Regions from separate parts of the Mus musculus genome. Here regions 2 and 3 are each linked to region 1. The links are chromatin contacts, called in public HiChIP or PLAC-seq and promoter capture Hi-C maps. All regions are on one chromosome and are shown on one strand. The core of a region is the stretch at or near the end of the contact, and the rest is flanking DNA. Distances in the headings are between cores, read along the strand shown.

Region 1 (2,700 bases), core at 87-2,586:
CCGTAATAAGAGAAGCCAAAGGAAAACTGGGAAAAGTGAGAAAATGAGAGGGGAGGGGGAAGACCCCCCCCAAGACACCCCATGTAAACACAAAATTGTCAGCATTTGTCTCAACTTCGTTCTTTTCAATGTGGCAGATAAACCCAGCCACAAACTTTGAGTGCAGCTGTTGCTGCCCTCCGTCTCCTCTTGCACTCATCGTGGACATATTAACCAGAAGAAGAGGTCTTAAAACAAAACTATGCCTTATCCGAATCACTCAAAGGTAAGCTCATTTTGTAGATAGGGCTTCTAGAAGCAGAGTCGCCCTACAGTGGCAACAAAGCAGATAAAGTGTCTGCAGTCCCAACCCCCTGCCCCCTCCCTTCGCATCTCTCGCTCTCCCCACCCCCGTCCAAGTCAAGTTTATAAACAGCAACTTTCGAACTGATCACTCACGTTGGTGACCACGTAAGGCACTTGCTGGTCATAAAATCCATCCATTCTGCTCCTCTTCGCAAATATTAGCTCAGTGTTTTATATTTTGAGCATTTAGCTGGAGATTTCCTCGGGATCTGGACTTCTATCAACCTAGAGGGGAACAAGATGGCTTTTAGGCTTAAAAAAAAAAAAATCATGAATGAAGCTCTTGCATTTGCATAGCTAATTACCCTCGACAGCCCCATTCACAAAAATAACCCTCCCCTACGCCGCCTTCTTCACCTGGATCCAAAGAGAGCCAAGAGAGTTCACAATTTACATACTTTCGGTCGTATCAAAAATCCTAACAAGAGGCAATGTATTTATTTACACTCTGGATGCTCCCTGCTCGGTCAGTGTACCCCAGGCGGCTCTGATTCGCAAACGTGGGCAAAACTAGCAATGGCGATCAACGAGACTTGCTTTTCACCTAACGGGACTAAAGAGACGGAGCTACCTCTTTCATAAGAATAGTTTTTGCAACCCACAACCATGCAATTATCTGGAGAGACATAAAAAGTTGTTGGAAATACCCACCTGAAGGCCACGCTAGGCGAACGGCTGCAAAAAATTCCCTCCAAATTTAATAAAAACATTAATTATTGCCCAGCACTTCCCCTTGGAAGCCGAAAGCGCCTCTGACAGAGCTGAATTCGGTGGTTTTTCCTCTACTTCTCCTCCAGGGGCCTCCAATCCAAACTGATGGATCGCTGCCTCCCATTGGCTCCACGTCTCTTTCACAAGATCAGATTTCGGGCTGTCAATCAGGCAGCTTTCGGCCCCTTCCCTTGGGTCTCCTGCGCCCCTATGCCTTTGCGACCACTCTGGGAGAAGTCGCAGGGTCCGCACCCAGGAAAAGCCACCGAGGGAAACTACTTCCTTCCTAACTCGCTGTTTTTGTTAAAACCGGAGGGATACTGAAACCTAGTGTATCGAGTCAACCAGTTCTCATTCCTAGCGTTGTTTGGTCCATTATTATGTCCTTAAAGCACTGTCGTAGAGGTTGGGGTACAGATCGAGTGTCCACAATCCCTTTTCTCTACCTTTGACCCGGAGTCCACCCACCACACGCTCCAGCCTTGCTCCTCAGAAGCTTTCGGTCCAAGCTATTTTTTTTCTCCATTTTCAACACTGTAATAGGGCTTATAAGATTTTTTTTAATACATCTTCAACAAAAATGATCTCCTTTCGTCCGTTGGACATGAAAATATTGTAAGGAAAGCAAGCGGGAGAAGCTGCTTCTAAGGAGAGGTGGCGCTGGAAGAGAGGATCCGGAGGAGTACGTAGCAGAGTGGGCGAGGAAAGTATAAAAATCAGATTCATCCTGGAGAGTGCTGAGAGGGAAAAAAACCTCCAGTGGCCACAGAGGGGTGGGGGAGGACTTGGTAGTTCAGATGCCCCCCTCCCGCACCCCTCCCCCGTCCCCGCCGTTTCCGGAGCTTTTGTTATGTATACAGAGAGGCGGAGGGTGTCACTTACTGTACTTGAAGATTTCACTTCCTCCACCAAGAAGTGGGGGAAGAGCAGGGAGGGCTCGGGTTACAAGGACAATGATGGGACCTTTGGAAGCGAGAATCTCTCTGAAGCTGCCTGCCCACAGAGCTTAGTTCTGATGTGTCCCCTTTGCAGCCGCTGCCCTACCAAGAATTGGAAGCCAGGGAGGAGTGGGGCCGGGGCTTTACGGTGCTAAAAGTCACTTGAGACCCTGGCGGGGACCAGAGCTGGGGACTAAAGGACTTTTCCAGCAGCTGTTTAGCCCCGTTGAGCAATGTGCTGCAGTTCTCAATTTCTATTTGAAAGTTTCTTCCCTTAAATGGAACATGGTGGAAACATCAAAATGGGAGCGTGCGCGCCTGGTACTCCGGACCCGCCGAGAAAGAGCGTAGTTTATGACAAAACCACTCTGCGCTTCACCAAGGGAAAAGTGTAGTCTTCCAGGGCACACACAATGCTTGCCCCAAGCCTAGTCAGGGCGCCGCGCGCGTCCTCTTTGAGAGAGGACAGTATCAGAGCCCGGGCGAGGGGTGCGTTCGAACGCTACTAGACTTTGTGAGGGTGCAACCCGAAGAGGGGAGCACAGCGTGGGTAACCCGCCAGTCTGCAAACCCCAGACAAGGCGGTAACAGTTTCCAAAGCCTTTCTGTGAGGCCAGAGCGGGACAGGTATCCAGAGCAACCGGGAGAGGGCGGAGCTTCTCGAAAGGCCCCGGGAGCTTGTCCCTGAAGCCAATGAGGAACCGTG
Region 2 (2,700 bases), core at 2-2,501, 2.2 Mb before region 1:
CTTGCTGTTCTTGCTTATAGCTAACCTGTGTTTTAAGTAAAAGTTGGCGGAGATGAATGTAAAACTGGAGGGTTTCGAACCTGAAAGGAACTGTGTTTCCTATCACCAGACAGAGACTAGGAGAAGGGCAAGTCTTAGGGAGGAACCAATGAAGAGAGATGATAACTTGAAATCAGTCAACTTCCCAGGACTTCAGCTTTTCAGAAAAGCACCTCAATGCCTGAGATAGGACCTCCCCCAATTCCTCTGTAATTCTGAAAGACCTGAGAACTAGAAGTATATGAAATTGCCTGTATGTGGCCCCATGTGCGTTCCCCCACTGTTGAGATTTTAAAATGTAAGGTCCCCGGAGGGATAACTGCCAAGCAGAGCCAAGATTACCTAGGGCCCTACTGTGTCAGGAACTACTGAATGCTACCTAGGAAGACAGGGGACCTGAGAGGAACTATAGCATCAATGTGCCAGGTTAAAGAGGGTCTGAAAGGAAATGAGTTTTCTCTCAGGTGTCTAAAACGCTGCTAAACTTCCAGTCGGCTCTACGGGCTTCTGGAACCTGAAGAAAGGCTTGATCTTGGGACAAGTGACCTTTGAAGGTGGGTTATCCAGTTCCTGATAAAAAGTGGAATTTGGACCCAAGTTGCCTAGGGTAGTTTCCCCACTCGAAAAAGAGTCCTGGCACCTTCCGCCCCTGAGCAATACTTACTTACCCTTTCTCCCGCTCTTCCTCGGTGAGAAGGGGTAAGTGGTAATATTGTACCCTCGCCCAATTTGGCCAAAATCCTAAAAGTAAAAATGACAGAGACAGGTCCTTTAAAATCCCGTGGCTCCAGCCTGAGCAGCTCCCACAAGCTGCTCACCACCCCAGGAGCAGCGCTCCCTCCCGGCCGCTCTGTGGGTCCCCCAGGGCGGGGAGAAGAGGTCGGCTACCCGCCCGGATCGGGGTTCGGGTTCCCTAACTGAGGGAGACAAGAGGACGAACTGAGGGGACAGCCGCGCGGCCTCACTGGAACACGCGCACGCACGCATGCTCGCTACCATCGCGCGGATAGCGGCCGAGCGGCTCCCCACCTCCCAGCAACGCCCACTCGACGGAGGAGAAGCCGGAGATAAGAGACCCTGCCGGGGACACAGAGGGTCTGCTTAAGCCCACCCGCGTGCCAAGCCGCCCGGACCCGCCGCCCCATTCCCCGCGCACCCGCTGCGCAGCTCAACCCAGGGGAAGTCCCCGCGGCACGCTCCGCCCTCCGCCGCGGCACGCCCCGCCCTCCGCCGCCGCTCGCCCCGCCCTTTGCCGCCGCTCGCCCAGACCCGACCCCCAGCTGGGCGGCAGCCGGAGACTCCGCCTACTACTACGGAAGTCCCGCCCCCGAAACGCGGCTCAAGGTGGATCCGCAGCCAGAATTGGGTTTACGTCAGATCAGGGGGCGGTACTGACCGTCTAGAGGTTCCAAGTGTTAGAAGCCTTAGGTCTAAGCCCTAGGTCGAAGCCTGGCATGGCTAAGAGGGCAAGGAAAAGCAGCAAGTTATCAGAAGCTATCTTCAGCTTCTTCCCTTAGACCAGGAACCCAGACTGGACTTCTTGTGTTGTTCTGTGGTTTTGTTATTGTTTTGTTTGCACATGGGTAACTTCGGGTTTGCTTCCTCTAGCAAGCCAAAAGAAAAAAATCCAGAACTTTTTTTTTTTTTTTTTTTTTTTTTGCTTCAGAGAAACTAGGGTTGTTTTTTTTAATATACTTAAGCTTTTGCTCGTTAATTGTAAAAAATCTTAACTGTGTAATTACAACCTAGAAAAACACTGTAACTAACAGAATATAGACAACAAAATTAATTTGCTTTTTCTAGCCCTCCTCAGTTGTATCTTTATCTTTTCTTGCTTTACCCTTTTAGATAATGCTGAACTATCATTCTCAAGTTTACATAGCGCATAATGTTCTGACACTCAGCATTCAAAATTAACTCTAAAGATGGGAGAGTGTAAGAGACTTAAATGGAGCCGAGCAGTGGTTGCACGTACCTTTAGTCATCACAGCACTGCTAAGGCAGAGGCAGGTGAAGCCAGCCTGCTAGCCTGATCTACAGAGCTAGTTCCAGGACAGCCAGGCCTACACAGAGTAAACCTCTCTCAAAAAAAAAGGGGCGGGGGGGGGGGAGAAGGGGGAAGACTTTAATGGGTTGATAGGCTGATAGTTAATAATTACAAAAGTCTGCCAAAGAAACATGATTGCTCTCCTGTATAGGATGTAGGTACAGTTATTCTTATCTAAAATATTTACTGCGAGGTAAGTTTGATTCTACCAGTGCTTTATCTTGGAGGCCGCCCCTGATGACAGAGCCTATTTACAAATTGGATTGGGCCCTAACAGTAAAGAGACTCCAAATTAAATAGATGTTTGTTCCAGTGAAGAACCAACAGTATGGGATGGCATGAACATACATAAACATCAAAGTTTCTAGAATCCATACAACCTAATCTAGGCCTAGAATATTTTCAGCATCCAAGATTTACTGCAGAATAAACTCACTATTTCTGGTTCTTTCTGAGCGATGGCTGGATGATTCAACTCAGCTGTTCTGGCTCAATTCTTCTCAATGGAAAATGATTCAGTCTGGTTTATCTTGGCTTTTCCTGAATGAATTACTCTACTTGGCCTCATTCTAACTTGGCAGGGTGTTCTAATCTCTGGTTCCTTCTCATTCCCT
Region 3 (2,700 bases), core at 107-2,606, 2.6 Mb after region 1:
AACTCATTTGGGACATGCACTCAGGGACTGGTGGGGAAACATGGCTTCTAGTTGGCTTCCTTCCTGCAAGCTGCACAGAGGAGGCGTGGCTCGAATCCACAAAGTGGACTGGGAAGCACCAAGGAGCTCAACAAGATCACTTGAGGTCTAACATCGGACCAAGGTCAGTCGTGTCTGTGGGTGCCTGCGCCGACCTGGGCTACAGGAAGCCAGCCACAGAAGGCCTTGATGCAGAAAGCTCAGGGCGGAACATGCAGAGCGAGTTCTGTGCCCTTATAAAGAACCCCTGTTGCTGAAAGCTCCCTCCACCCGCAGCAGGGGCGGGGATCTGCAAGGGATCCAGATCCTTAAGCCTCCGGAAGTCGAAAGGGCCCTTTATACACCCGACTTGGAGCCTAGAACTACCAGGCCACTGCGGTCTTGACTGATTACGGTCAAAACATCCAATGAGCTGGCAAGCATGCATACGCAAAGACAGGCGCCCAGGGCCACGCGTGACTGTCTAAGATGTGTAGTGACAGTCGGTCGATTTCCAAAAAGCTGATTTAGAGGTCTAAGCTCGGCAACCTAGATCTGATGGCCTCAATTTTTCTGCCTCCCATCTCCCCGCCCCTGCAATCGGTCCCCAGACAGAGACAGAAAGGCTTTTTCCGGATTGCAAGTTGCCCAAGGTCCTCCGGGCCTAGGGCGCGCTCCAGGCTCCTCAATGCCCTGAGACCAGGTGTGCAGCACCCGGATACCAACCCTGCACCCGTACCTTTCCCGATCACTTCCAGCAGTTCCTTTTCCTCCTGGGTCAGCTCGCCTTTCTTTATGTGACCCATCGTTCCCGCCAGCTTGACGCTTATTCTATTTCTTTGGAAAGGTTTTTTAAAAAAACAAGAGACGTGTATGCGTCGTGGAAGACCGCCACAGCAAGGCAACTCGAGGCCGGAGCAGCAGCCCAGTGAAGTGGCAGAGTCGCTAGGGTCTCACGGCTGGGGGCTGGCGGGTGCGGCGAGCTTGAGCGAGCCGGGCTGGCGCTCTCCACAAGTCCCGCCCCCGCGCCTCAATGGCCAGGTCGGGAGGAGGAGCTGCAAGAGGCAGCAAGCGACTCCAATTGGAGCAACCTACGAGGTCCAAACCAAAAGGAGACATTTGGAAGGGGATTCAATACATCTTCTAGGTTTCCTATTCCCATGATAACCTATTAAGAAGTACAGGGACACAGGGTTCCTTGGATTCTAAGGATAGAAGTTCTCTGCCTGGTAGTGACTTCTGTGGGCACGTGCGGAGGCATTGGGATGCAGCTAGACGGGCTGCACTGCCCCTAAGAGTGGCGCGGTTCGGGCAAGGGGCGGGGATAGGGCGGGGCCGGGGCAGGAGGCGGAGCTACACCGGGTTCTGTGTGTCTGTGTCAATGTGTCTGTCCTTCACTCCTCCATTGTCTGCCTCAGCCACTGCCGCCGCCACTGCTGCTGCAGGATCCGCCGCAGCCACCAGTCTCGCGCGTCGTCGCTCCCTCCTTGGACAGGTAAGAGGTGATCAGGTGGGGCGGCGGGAGCCTGAGAGTTGAGCGAGCAGTGACCGCCTCCGAGCCAAGGGGTCCCAGCGGGCTGGAGCTGGCGTGGAGGAAGCATGTGCCACCTGGGGCGGTTGCCTTCCTCTTCATAGAGGAGCCCCCGCGCCGCGCCATCATCCATGCACGTACTGTGTATTAGTGCCTCTCGAGCGAGACCTAGACCTCGCTACGTTTGTCCGCCCCAAGAGCTCCGGGGACCGCGGGCCGGCCGTAAGCTGGCCACGCGGTGAAAGTGGCGGGTGCACATGGTCTCGTGCGTGGCGATCCCCGGGGAGGCCCACTGCCGGGAGGTGAGGGGAACACCCCATGACCAGCGACACTGGGAGAGGCTCGGAGAAGGTAAATTTCTTTTTGCAAACCTAGCCCTCCCCAGTACTTGTCTGTCATTTCTTGCCCTCTGTGGAAGCCATGGAACCTGGACCTGTGGTGTTCGCTAAGGATATTTAGAAGCGACTTACAACTGCTCTGATACTTTGTTGGGGTGTGGGGGTCTTTTTTGCTCTGAGAGAGCTGCCTGTCTTTATAACTCAGGTTTGGGGATTTATGGAACTAGGGAGGGTAGGCTGGAGAGGGCGGGGATTAAATTGGTGTTGCTGTCTATATATAGCCTTAGATTAGTTTCTTAATCCAGCCTTCATTCAACTGTGGTGTGGCTCCTGGAGCGTCCACCGTAGGTAGATAAGAGGTGAATATCGTGTGTACCTTTCTGTGCCTCCGATGCAAGGTACGCTTAAGAAAATATTCAATCATTCCTCCAAGATGCTTATCTGTAGCGTTCTACAGCGTCAATCACTGCTTCTTCGGAAATGACTGTTTAGTTTTGCTGTTGTTTCTCAACAGACTGGTATTGATGTTTCCGTTAAAACACAATTGTGCTAGGGAGAAATACTTGAATAATCATGTAGGTGGTTTTTATTAAGTAGCCCCAGGATCGCTCTTTCATTCCACGGTGCCAAGAATGATGTGAAATGCCTTTTCCTGTGGCCCCTCTACCTCGTTTTGCTCAAAGCGCGTACTAGCACTTCAGAGACCCACAGATGACGTTCCCTATCTCTTATCTTTAACCAAAATCTTTTCTAAACTCCCGCTGCCCATCCCCCAACAGCCACCGACAGACATGAGCTTCAGCTTGGGGAGGG

Evidence for each region. HiChIP or PLAC-seq counts read pairs in DNA pulled down with a chosen protein or histone mark. Capture Hi-C pulls out chosen DNA fragments and counts their contacts.
Region 2: a contact with region 1 is called in a promoter capture Hi-C map of liver. The contact joins the promoter of Immp2l here to the promoter of Etv1 in region 1. A contact is called at or near these places in 1 of 39 promoter capture datasets (pre-B cells) and 1 of 9 other capture datasets (liver).
Region 3: a contact with region 1 is called in an H3K4me3 HiChIP or PLAC-seq map of stem cell-derived neural progenitor cells, with 2.9 times the contacts expected there. The contact joins the promoter of Bzw2 here to the promoter of Etv1 in region 1. A contact is called at or near these places in 2 of 115 datasets of contacts at active chromatin or transcription factors (astrocytes and stem cell-derived neural progenitor cells).

What each region holds. Positions count from the first base shown.
Region 1 is chr12:38,778,718-38,781,417 of GRCm38.p6, reverse strand. It overlaps Etv1 (ets variant 1), which reads right to left and starts at 1,336. Exons shown (of 13, transcript NM_007960.5): 1 at 997-1,336; 2 at 439-570. The coding sequence starts at 483.
Region 2 is chr12:41,022,641-41,025,340 of GRCm38.p6, reverse strand. It overlaps Immp2l (IMP2 inner mitochondrial membrane peptidase-like (S. cerevisiae)), which reads right to left and starts at 1,251. Exons shown (of 7, transcript NM_053122.4): 1 at 1,196-1,251; 2 at 708-780.
Region 3 is chr12:36,155,481-36,158,180 of GRCm38.p6, reverse strand. Bzw2 (basic leucine zipper and W2 domains 2) reads left to right here and starts at 1,356. Exons shown (of 12, transcript NM_025840.3): 1 at 1,356-1,513. It overlaps Ankmy2 (ankyrin repeat and MYND domain containing 2), which reads right to left and starts at 1,057. Exons shown (of 10, transcript NM_146033.3): 1 at 758-1,057. The coding sequence starts at 824.